Regions from separate parts of the Mus musculus genome. Here region 2 is linked to region 1. The links are chromatin contacts, called in public Hi-C maps. All regions are on one chromosome and are shown on one strand. Each heading gives the region's core, a stretch centred on a gene start, on an enhancer-like site or on the middle of the called end of the contact. The rest is flanking DNA. Distances are from core to core; before and after follow the strand shown. Region 1 holds the start of Ezh1 (enhancer of zeste 1 polycomb repressive complex 2 subunit). Region 2 holds the start of Klhl11 (kelch-like 11).

Region 1 (6,249 bases), core at 1,968-4,467:
CGTTTCAACCCCCTTTCTTGCCACTTCAGAAACATCCCTGTAGCCGTGCTGCCTCTGCTAGCTCAAATGTCTTTCTTTTTGCATCTCCCGCTGTTACTTGGCACACCTCCCAAGGCCGGGTCCCCTCCCTTGGCTTCAGTTATCAGCCTGTTGGTGGTTCCCAAATCTCTCACTATGTCTCTCGGATATTCAGATCTTCTCAACCTCTCTGTAGATAACACACATTATTTTGAGAAAGTCAGGTATTGCCACAAGAGGATAGAAGGCAAAGAAGCTAGGGCCCCTAGCTCAGCATTCTCCCTGTTAAAAGCTTGGTGTGTGATTTCTTTGACCTCAGTCTCATGTTTTTGTCGCAGTTGTATCCGGTCAAGCACCTGACCTTCTCCAGGCAAGGTGAGGCTGGCCCTTTAGCCCACCCCAGTGAATCAATAGAAGCTTATTCCTCTTTGTTGGGGAAAATGTCTGATCTCTTTGGTCAGTGCTGAGACCTTTCTGCTCCTGAACTGAAATCCAGGAAACCTCTGCCTGTGTTCTTGCACCTTTGGCTCAATCTTATTTCTATCACTTCAGAGATTCTGTCTCTGGCAACACTTCACTAATTATAAATGCAATGCAGTGGGTCTCAAACTTGGCTACATTCTATAATTACTTCAAATGTTTTTACAACGCCGAAAGCCCAGGCTGTCCCTTAGATTGATTAAACATTATAAGGGAATGCCGAGCAATGGTGGCACATACCTTTAATCTCAGTACTTGGAAGGCAAGAGGAAGGCAGATCTCTGAATTTGAGGCTAGTCTGGTCTACAGAGTGAGCTCCAGGACAGCCAAGGTTACAGAGAAGAAAAAAGACCCAAAACAGCATAAAGGAATACTTAAGTTAATTGGTTATTGGACAAATAGATACAAGAGGAAAACAATAAAATGGCTTTTTTGCTTTTAAACTTATTATTATTATTATTATTATTATTATTATTATTTTTTTTTTTTGGTTTTTTGAGACAGGGTTTCTCTGTGTAGCCCTGGCTGTCCTGGAACTCACTTTGTAGACCAGGCTGGCCTCGAACTCAGAAATACACCTGCCTCTGCCTCCCAAATGTTGGGATTAAAGGAATGTGCCACCACGTCCGGCTTAAATTTATTATTATCATTATTATTACTACTACTAGCAGCAGCAGCAGCAGTGGGTGTGCGTGGGTGGGTGGGAGTGCCATGGCCACTTTTGAGGTCCCAGGATTAACTTTGTAGAGTTGCTTTTCTCCTTTCACTTTTGTGTAGATTGTGGGGATTAAGCCTAGGTCACCAGGTCACCAGGCTTGCACAGAAAGCACCTTTACTTTGAGCCAGCTCATTGGCCTAGAAACCCAAAGGTTGGTTTTCCTCTCTCTCTTTTTCTTTTCTTTCTTCTGTCCTTCCCTCCCTCCCTTCCTCCCATCCCTCCTTCCTTTCTGTATTCATTTATTGAGACAGAGTTTCATTATGTAGCTCTGGCTGTCCTGGAACTAACTGTAGACCAGGCTGGCCTCGAACTCATAAAAATCTACCTACCTATTGATAGGTTATTTCTCTGCTGCCGGTGAAATGAGCCAATTCAAGCCAGATTATATTAATTAAAGGCAGTTTTGTTAGGAAGCTGCTCTCTGCCCTCAAGGATTGTGGCTAGGGGAGTTGCCATGGGGAAGTGGGGCTAGGGAGGAAGAGGGAAAGAGAGAAAGGAAAAGAGAAAGGGAGGGAGGAGAGAGAGAGAGAGAGAGAGAGAGAGAGAGAGAGAGAGAGAGATTGAGCGCGCGAGCAGAGCCGGATAGCGCCAGCATGAGAAATGTCTGGATTATACAGGGAAGAACCTCTCTGGAGAAACAGCAGCCCAGCCCCTGGGCTGGAAAGTTCAGGGTTGGGGGCAGGGTATGCCAGGTAGGAACTGAAGGGTTGCTGGGAGAACTTGGAGGCCAGGTCCACTTTGATATGTAAAATATGCACCTCAGTCCCTTTTCTGCAGACACCTGCCTCTGCCTCTGCCTCCAAAGTGCTGGGATTAAAGATGTGTGCCACCACTATACCTACCTCCAAAGTTTTTGATAAAAGGAAAAGAATAGTGGAGGCTGGAGAGATGGTACAGTGGATAAGAACAAAGGCGACTTTAAAAAGGACCAAGATTTGATCTTCAGCACCTACATGGTACCTCACTACGGTTAGCAACTCCAGTCCCAGGGGATCTGATGGCCTCTTTTGGCCTCCAAGTATGCCCACAAACACATGGTACAGATACATACACCCAGGCACACACACACACACACACACACACACACACACACACACTAAAACAAACAAATGCATCGTTAAAAAATAACTAAAAGTCCGGGGAGTGGTGGTGCATGCCTTTAATCCCAGCACTTGGGAGGCAGAGGCAGGCAGATTTCCGAGTTTGAGGCCAGCCTGGTCTACAAAATGAGTTCCAGGACAGCCAGTGCTACACAGAGAAACCCTGTCTCGAAAAAAACAAAAACAAAACGAAAACGAAAAACCACCCCCCCCAAAAAAACAAAAAACCAAAACCAAAAACCACCATAGCATGTATTAAAACACACATACGCAAATAAATAAATAATAAAATATTTTGAAAAAAAGAACCTGTTCGTTTCTGATGATGGATATTTCTTGCCTCTATAGTTACTATTCCCTTTTTGTAATATTAAGTATCTTGTGGAGAGGTTTAAAAAATATTCTCGAGGGCTGGAGAGATGGCTCAGCGGTTAAGAGCGCCGACTGCTTTTCTGAAGGTCGTGAGTTCAAATCCCAGCAACCACATGATGGCTCACAACCATCCGTAATGATATCTGATGCCCTCTTCTGGGGTGTCTGAAGACAGCTACAGTGTACTTACATATAATAAATAAATAAATAAATATTAAAACAATATTCTCAAGCCGGGCGTGGTGGCGCACACCTTTGATCCCAGCACTTGGGAGGCAGAGGCAGGCTGTCTTCCAAAATTTGACTTGTAAGTTGTCTAAACACGGTTGGCAATGGTGCGCTGCTGAATAAAGTCTTCAAGAAGAGATCTGTGGCTCCAGGATGACTTTTCTCTGACAGCGCCACCTAGGAAAGTGTCGGACTAGAGCTACATCACCTTAGCGAAAACACACACCTGCGAAGACCGCAGCCCAGGTGATCCACCCTCAGAGTGCGCACGCGCACGGAGGGGAGGCGCGGGGCGTGGCCGCGGCGCAGGGGCGTGGCCGTAGCGCGCAGGCGTCCTAGTGGCGGGTGGCTGCGTCTCAGGATGGAGGGTGAGTGAGTAAACAAGACGGGGCTGGGCGGTGGGGCCGGGCCTGGGCTTGGCGTGACGCTTGAACCTCAGGGCTGGGGAGGCGAAGAAATGAGGAAACTGAGGGCCACACCATTGCCTGACCCGGGGTAGCGCGAAGCCTGTCGTCCCGAGTGTGGTGGGACCCGGGGCGACAGCGCGTGCGAGCTGCGGGGGGCCGCGTGGCGGAGGGGGCGCGGCGGGGGCGGACCCGGCTGGTGGCCCGTGCCAACGTGGGTGGGCCTTGGCGTCTGCCAGGGGACCCTGACTCTTGTAAGCGGGAGGGCCAGAGGCCCGGGTGGCTCGGGCTCGCAGAGGCTTTGAGTGATGTTGAGGAAGGGGTGGCCAGGCCGAGATGCCCGCCAAGTGTGAGAGGTTCTTAAGACGCCCAAGTGTCAGGGTCGAGATTCCCGGGGTCGCGCGGCACCTCCTCAACATTTTGCTCCCGGACCTTGTCGCTGGTCTAACTCGCCTCACTTTAGTTCCGGGTTTGAGTGAGGATTTGTCTTCAAACTGTGACTGTCTCTCCCGTCCCCAGAATTCCCAGAAACGATATGTAAATGAACGCATCCCGAAGTAAAAGGGAAGGTGCTATATTTGGGACATAACTTGTCAGGAAGTAGATGTGAGACAAAGCTTTAAGAGAATTTTTTTTGGGGGCGTGTTTCGAGACAGGGTTTCTCTGTGTAGCCTGACTGTCCTGGAACTCACTCTGTAGACCAGGCTGGCCTCGAACTCAGAAATCCGCCTGCCTCTGACTCCCAGTGCTGGGATTAAAGGAGTGCACCACCACGCCTGGCGAGAATTGTTAAGATTTAGTTGTTTGGGTTTTTGTTGTTGTTGTTGTTGTTTGTTTGTTTGTTTTTAATGTGTGTGCACTCTATGTATGGATGGTTCCAGGGACATCGAATCCCTTGGTACTAGAGTTAAGGATGCTTACATACCACCATGTGGGAGCAGGGAACTGAGCCAGTCCTTGTTGTTTGCAAGAGCAACAAGTGTTCTTAACCGCTGAGCAGGCTTTTCACCATGTGGGACGAGCTTACTTTGGTCAAAGTGACCACTGAGATGATGTAGGTGGTGGGGCACAAGGAAGAGAATGGAAATAGATTAGATGGAGGTTAGTGTTGGAGGTGTGGGTAAACTGATTAGCCAAAGTATGGAACCTATGCCTTGGGAAACAGAGCCAAGGATCACAAAGAATTGGATATGTACAGGGAGGACATTGAAAATGTAGAGACTTTTGGGGTACATTTGCTACATGATATCTCAGAATAAGAAATCTTCAGCCCAATGAATATTTTTGTTGATTTTGGTCTCTGCATAGCACCTGGCTATCTTTGAACTCTCCCTGTACACCAGGCAGGCCTTGAACTCACAGGATCCTCAGGCCTCTACCTCTTGGGATTAAAAGGTATGACTCACCCTCCACCCAAAGATTTTAAGACGAGGAAAGGACATTGGATGTCTTTCCAGCCTGAGAAGGTTTGACCGCTGCCCCAGTCTTTTGATTTTTGAGAAACCTGTTTTCAGCCTTGGAAACCCAGTTGTGGCTCTGAAGGGAGATAACCAGCTCACATAGGAGTGAATGCATGTTAGGAGAGAAGACCTTAATCACATAAACAGGATGCTAGTTGTGATGTTGCAGCCTTAGAATCCCAGAACTCCGTTAATGGAATTAGGAGGCTTAGGAGTTCAAGGCCAGCCTTTTCAAGGTCAGCCTGGTCTAAATGAAACTCTGTGTCAAAACAACCACAAAAGTATGTAAACCTGGAAGAACCATCTGTAAAAAGGAAACATCTGAGGGGATGTGGCGCACACACCCTTCTAAAGCCTTCTGTGGATGTTCTGACTCATGTCTAACCGAAGAGTCTGGTTTTTATTGAATGATAATGGATGGTCCCCAACAAAACTTTATGCTGATGTAGTTCATAATCAGCTAGGGCAGGGCCCTGCCTATAGCAGGCTAATGTGGTTGTATATCTTCAAGGCAGCTCTCTTCCACTGGTCCTGGAAATTTAAAAAAAAAAAAAAAGCATCCCCGGAGAAAACCAAATCCGTTTTGATTTTTGTTACTCTTGTCTGCAGTGGGGATGGCCTGGTTCTATTGAACACTAGGAAATATTTATGTTAATTAGAGTTCTTTAGTTAAGATTGTGGTTCACAGCAAACCAGGCATGGTGGTCCATGTCTGTAATTCTGGTACTAAGGAGATAGAGGTAGGTGGTTCAGTAGTTCAAGGTTATCCATGACGACCTAGCATCCTTGAGGTGAGGTTGATGGAGGATCTGAGATACTGGCATTTTGTTGTTTGTTTTGAGCCCTGGCTGTCCTAGAACTCATTCTGTACAAGTGTTGATGAAATTGAAACTAGTGACTCAATTTAGATATATATTTTTAAAGATGTATTTATTTTATGTATATGAGCACACTGTAGCTGTCTTCAGACACCAGAAGAGGGCATCGGATCCCATTACAGATGATGTGATCCACGCTATGGTTGCTGGGAATTGAACTCAGAACCTCTGCAAGAGCAGTCAGTGCTCTTAACTACTGAGCCATCTCTTTAGCCTCCATTTTATATATCTTATGTCCATAGTTTAACCCTCCTTCCCATTCCTATTATGAATTGAGGATGAAACAACAATAGGCTGAGGAGATGGCTCAGCTGTTGAAGAGTATCCTGTTACTTTTGTAGAGGATGCTGACTTGGGTCCCAGGACCCACATGGCCCATAACCCCAGCTCTAGGGGATCTGACTGATACCAGCTTCTGAACTCTGAGGGCACTGCCCTTCCGCGGCATACATATGTACATGTAGACCAAACACTGACATAAAATAAATCTGATAATAAATTTTAATTAAAATGGAAAAAACAAGATGGGACAATTAAGAAGCTATGGTGCCACATGGCTCCAAAGCCTTTGTTATTTTGCTTACTAACTAG
Region 2 (6,249 bases), core at 2,591-5,090, 750 kb after region 1:
ATTGTTGCACATGTGGTGTAGTAACTTAAATGTCAAGTTGTAACATACAAGTGTTTAAAATGGAAACGCAAAGCAAAAAGCTGTGAAATGTCTTGTGTCAGTGTCCTCTGTGTTCATGCAGCCGACTTGTCTGTTACTGAAGTGTGGGTCCAAAGACTCACAGCTGTTCTGCATCTGTAACCCACAAAGATTCTGGGCAGCTGCCACCTCAGTCTCTTCTCTGTGTTATCTATCATGTTTGCTTTAAATAAACTAGATAGTAACAATGGCGTGATGCTCTTTTATGTTCCGTGTCCTCTGCTTTTGGGACAAAGCTGTCCTGGAACTTGTAGACCTCTGCGTGCACCAGCTATGCCCAGCTCTTGGCTTTATCATTTTAAAATCTGCCTTTGCCTCTTGAAAAGGAAGATAATGAAAACCCCAGTATGTATTCAGTGCCCCCAACCCCTCAAAGGATATAAAAGCCCTAAAGGTTAGGCTTGGTGGCACCTTTAATTCCAGCACTTGGAAGGCAGGGATAGGCAGATCAGAGTTCAAGGCCAGCCTAGTGTATGTGGTACCTTCTAGGCTTTAGGATATAGAGAGCCTGACTTCAAACACAGAAAAGACTGATCTGGAGAAGGGGCTTGGGGGGTCAGAGCATTTGCTGCTCATCCTGGGGTGCTGAGCTTAGTTCCCAGAACCACAGTGGGTTGTCTACAACCATCTGTAACTCCAACTGCGGGGGATCCTACACCGGTGGCCTCGTGTGCACATACCCTGCACATAGTTAAAAGTAATTTTTTAAAAGATTATTTATTTATTATATGTACGTACACTGTAGCTGTCTTCAAACACCCTCAAAAGAGGGCATCAGATCTCATTACGGATGATTGTGAGCCACCATGTGGTGGCTGGGATTTGAACTCAGGACCTTTGGAAGAGCAGTCAGTGCTCTTAACCGCTGAGCCATCTCACCAGCCCCCAAAAGTACTTTTTTAAAAAATCCTCCGCCAGGCGTGGTGGCGCACTCCTTTAATCCCAGCACTTGGGAGGCAGAGGCAAGTGAATTTCTGAGTTCGAGGCCAGCCTGGTCTACAGAGTGAGTTCCAGGACTACACAGAGAAACCCTGTCTCGAAAACAAACAAACAAACAAAAATCCTCCAAAAGAAAAAGCTATTAAAACACCAGCTTATGAAAATACACTTCTATACTGCACTTTTTGTTGGTATCAGGATCGGCTCCGAACCCACAGACCTGCGCACCTGTTGCCAAGGCAGCCACCACCATATCCCCAGAATCCACTTGGCAGCTATTATGTCACTATCCAAATAAAAGGAAGACCCCTTTAATTTCTCTTTCGCTGCCACCTCTGCCCTTCTACAGTAAACCTCACATGGAACTGTTTGACCTGGTGTAGTCTGTTTGGAGCCGTGCTTCTAACACAACACTTTCCCCTTAATGAATGGTACCCCATAGCTCTAGCTATTACTCAAGCCAAAAGCTGGAGAGTTGCTCTTCTGCTCTACTGGGTTCCAAGTTCTGTTCATTTACCCTTGAACTCTCCTCTGATCCATATCTGCTCTACTTAATTGGTGCCTTTATTTCCTCTTTTGTCCTGGTACAATCCATCCTCTATCAGTGACATTTAAAAAATCAAGTTGAAGGCTTGCCAGGTGAAGACATTTGCTGCTAAGCCTGACCATGTAAATATGATGTGGAAGGAAAAGTTCTCTAACATTAGGTGTGCAAGGCACATGCAATGACAATACTACACACCTATACTAAAGAATGTAAAAAGAGTTAAAGGCTTTTATTTGTTTGTTTGTTTTTTGGTTTTTTGGTTTTTCGAGACAGGGTTTCTCTGTGTAGCCCTGGCTGTCCTGGAACTCACTTTGTAGACCAGGCTGGCCTCGAACTCAGAAATCCGCCTGCCTCTACCTCCTGAGTGCTGGGATTAAAGGCGTGGGCCACCATGCCCAACTTGTTTTTTTTTTGAGACAGGGTTTCTCCATGTAGCCCTGGCTGTCCCAAAACTCACTAGACTAGCCTGTTCTGAAATTCAAAGATCCTCCATTTCATTCTGTGTTCTTCCAAGGTCGGCAACATCCATTTTTAGGAAATCAGACATAAGTAATTCCTCACCTTCACCCACCTAGCTGAGACTCGGTCTTCTTTTGAGACAGCTCAGGTTGTCTTCCCACAAATGATTCTGCCTTAGCGTCCCAACGGCTGGAGTTACAGGTGTGTGCTACTTTTACCAGCCTAAGACTCAAAGTCTTATGCTTTACTACCTTTTGAAAATAATTTTCTCAGCCCGGTGGAACTTGGGAGGCAGAGGCAGGTGAACTCTGTGAGTTCAAGGCCAGACTGGTCTACAGAGTGAGTTCCAGGACAGTCACCCCTACCTAGCTGAAACCCTGCCTATAAACAAACAGACAAACAAACAAATATTCTGTTTTATGGGCAAAAAATATGGCTAATTGCACCTAACACCAACCAAGTCTAATTAATGACTCAAGTTCGAGTTCTATCCTCTAACGTAGTGATGTTCATTAAATTGTGCTTTGTACTCCACACGAATACCCTACCATAAAAATAAATAAATGTAATTTTTAGGGCTATTTACTTATTGGTGCTGGGGTGACTAAACTGCCCTGGTTTCTTTTTTTTTGTTTTTGTTTTTCGAGACAGGGTTTCTCTGTGTAGCCCTGGCTGTCCTGGAACTCACTCTGTAGACCAGGCTGGCCTCGAACTCAGAAATCTGCCTGCCTCTGCCTCCCGAGTGCTGGGATTAAAGAAGTGCGCCACCACGCCAGGCTTGCCCTGGTTTCTTACATAGCTCATGTTAAATTGGGTGTGCTCGCCGGGCAATGGTGGCGCATGCCTTTAATCCCAGCACTTGGGAGGCAGAGGCAGGTGGATTTCTGAGTTCGAGGCCAGCCTGGTCTACAAAGTGAGTTCCAGGACAGCCATAGCTACACAGAGAAACCCTGTCTCAAAAAACAAAACAAAAAACAAACAAACAAAACAAAACAAAATTGGGTGTGCTCAGGAACATTTTAGTAATCCCAAAATCCAGGAGAAGAATCAGGAGTTCAAAGTCATCCTTAACTACACAGCAAGTGTGTGGCCACCTTGGGCTACATGAGAGACACCTGCAAAAATAAATAACTTTAACGAAGTTATTTTTCTTTATACTGCCCCCCTCCTGGATTGGAAAGATAGTTTAGCAGTTAGGAGTACTCTCTCAGAGAATCAGTTTGATTGTTGGCTCCCAACACCCTTATCAGGGGGGTTTTAACCGCCTTTAACTCCAGCTACTGGGAATCTAACACCTACCTGTCCTCTGTAGGACCTGTGCACAGACACTTTGATAAGAATAAAATTTAAAAATTACTTTCTCTCCAAAGTCAATCGTTTTGTGTTTTAAGACGGGGTTTCTCTGTGTATTCCTGGCTGTCCTTTCTGAGACTAGGTCCTCGAACTCAGGGAGATCAGCCTGCCTCTGCCTCCCAAGTGCTGGGATTGGCACAGGCCAGCAGAGGCAGGGGTAAGGTGGATCTCTGTGAGTTCCAGGCTATCATGGTCTACAAAGTTAAAAAACAAACAAACAAACAAAAAATGTGTGTGCGTGTGATGGCGAGGATACACTCCAAAGCAACATAAAGTAGAAGAAAATTCAACAAAACAAGCACAGGGGGCCACCATAATGGAGGGGCGAGAAAAGGTAGACCTGAGTTTTTTTCTGGCTCCGAGAACTGCGCTTGCCTCGCTAGAGGGCGTAAGCACGGCAGAAGTGCGCAGGCGCGGCTCCGCCCCGCGCGCACTATTTAATCCCAGAATGCCTCTGTGTCGCATCAGACTTGCCGCACCGTTCGGAAGCTGAGGGGGCCGGTACGGCGGCGTCAAGATGGCGGCGGCTGTGGCGGCGGCAGCTGCCGCTGCGGCCGCGGCTGCATCTTTTCAAGTGCTGGAGATGGAGAGCATGGAGACTGCCGTCGCCGGTTCCGCGAGCCTGGCCGCTGAGGTCCGAGGCAGTGGCACGGTAGACTTCGTGACCGGGGCCGGCATCTCTACCCTCGTCGACACGGGCGGGAGCGATCCGGGCCCAGAGGCCGAGGACTTCGAGTGCAGCACTCACTGCTCCGAGTTGTCCTGGCGGCAGAACGAGCAGCGGCGTCAAGGCCTGTTCTGCGACATCACCCTGTGCTTCGGCGGGGCCGGAGGTCGCGAGTTCCGTGCCCACCGCTCGGTGCTGGCCGCTGCCACCGAGTACTTCACGCCCTTACTCTCGGGTCAGTTTTCGGAATCGCGCTCGGGCCGGGTGGAGATGCGCAAGTGGAGCTCAGAGCCCGGACCCGAACCTGACACGGTGGAAGCCGTTATCGAGTACATGTACACCGGCCGCATCCGAGTGAGCACCGGCAGCGTGCACGAGGTGCTGGAGCTGGCCGACAGGTGAGACGACCGTGGGCGAGCGAGGGCTGGGTTGGGGGGTGGGGGGCAGTGTCTGTGGTGCCAGCTCCCTCATTATGCCCGCGACGGGACAGCCACCGCGCCTGGCACTGAGGATGCCCCCTGAGAGTCTAGCTTGTGCGCATTGCACCCCTGAGCGCAGATTTCAGGTGGTAGGGACAAAGGCGATGAAAAACGGTGGGTCGTGTTCGACTCCTGTGATGATGACATTTAAAAAACGGTGAAGGGCTAGCTACGGATCGGAGGAAATGTCATTTAAACCAGCTTCGCAGTGGCAAGAGAAATTGGCCGTACAAAAGGGAATGGGTGCACATTACAGGCTTCCCAAAGGCCTCAGTCAGGGTCCAGGCTGGCTTAGAGAAGAAAGGACGTTAAAAAGAAAATCCAGCGATTCCGGATATGCTGGGTTTAAAGACCAGAGGGTGTGTGTGAGGAATGTTTGGATTTTATTGAGTGTGATGGATGGGAAACTGGGTAGAGAGATTATCTGATTTTAATATTTAAATACGAAATATTTAAATATTTCAAAAGTGAAAAGTGGATTGTGGAAAATGGATTGTGGGGAGCCAGAAAGGACGCCACAGAGGTTGGTTCGGAGGCAGGTGGAGATGCTGGTACTGTTACAAATCCTTTAACACATACCTCTGGAGCGCTAGACACTGACCTCGTTACAGTGCTGGGGGAGGGGGTATATCCAGCAGTGATCAAAACACATGAAAATCCTTTTCCTTATCAAACTCTCTGATGTTTAACAGCGAATATATAGCATGTTGAATAATTATTACAGCTGTGAGGCAGACTGAGGTGTGGGACTGTGCGTCATAGGCCCTAATGGAGAGGAGGTTTTGTTTTTTTATTTCTTTGTTTTGAGACAGGTTCGCACTATGTAATGCTGGTTGTCCTGGAACTCAATCTATAGACCAGGCTGAGAGGAACTATTTTTAAATTGGGCACATAAAGAATGTTCAGAAATCATAGCAAAGGCATATAGGTGGCAAGGTAGTGTGCTTCAGGTAGAGGGAGAAAACAGCGTGGGTTATATAGCTGCATGAAGGAGGCAGGATGAGAGGAGCAAAAGCATCCAAGTGGTGGGGAGGATGGATGGGTCCCTTGGAGCAGTGATGCTCACCCTGCCTAACACTGCAACCCTTCAATACGGCTCCTCATGTTGTGGTGACCCCAACCATAACATTATTTCCTTCCTAGTTCATAACTAATTTTGCTTCTGTGAATATCTGATATTCAGGCTATCTGATATTTGACCCCTGTGAAGGGGTTGCTTGATCCCCAAAGGGGTCACAACCCACATGTTAAGAACCTTTGCCTTAAGGCCTCATGGGCCTGTGAAAGAAGCTGACCTTTCTAAAATTAGAAGGCATTGAGAATGATTCTGTTTTACTTAATAAATTCCATGTCAAAAAAAGGGCAGGACAGGGTGCGGCAAGAGCTGTAGCAGAGACTAGGTCATTGCAATAGTGGTAGAGGCTTGGATTGAAGAAGGGAGGTGATGAGAACTGTGTCATCTGTGTGTATGCTTTGGGATTTATGTATAAGGGTGTTTTACCTGTGTGTATATATGTATAGTATCAGTGCTTGGTGCCTAAGGAGGGCAGAAAGAGGACATGTGGATGCTGGAAATTAAGCCTGGATCCTCTAGAAGAACAGCCAGTGCTTTTAACTGCTGATCCATCTCTGCAGGCCATCTGTGTTTTGAAATAGAGGAGATGAATTACTGGTGGGCTTGACACAGGAGTAAGGAAAAAAAATTTTTTTTTCGGAGACAGGGTTTC

The links. A called contact is a pair of places that touch in the nucleus more often than the background predicts.
Region 2: a contact with region 1 is called in a Hi-C map of B cells, with 8 read pairs. The contact joins the promoter of Klhl11 here to the promoter of Ezh1 in region 1. A contact is called at or near these places in 3 of 39 promoter capture datasets (hippocampal neurons and liver) and 1 of 484 Hi-C or Micro-C datasets (B cells).

Annotation. Positions count from the first base shown.
Region 1 is chr11:101,223,431-101,229,679 of GRCm38.p6, reverse strand. Ezh1 (enhancer of zeste 1 polycomb repressive complex 2 subunit) reads left to right here and starts at 3,217. Exons shown (of 21, transcript NM_007970.3): 1 at 3,217-3,284.
Region 2 is chr11:100,470,373-100,476,621 of GRCm38.p6, reverse strand. It overlaps Klhl11 (kelch-like 11), which reads left to right and starts at 3,840. Exons shown (of 2, transcript NM_172565.2): 1 at 3,840-4,441. The coding sequence starts at 3,894. It overlaps Acly (ATP citrate lyase), which reads left to right. Exons shown (of 28, transcript NM_134037.3): 28 at 1-270.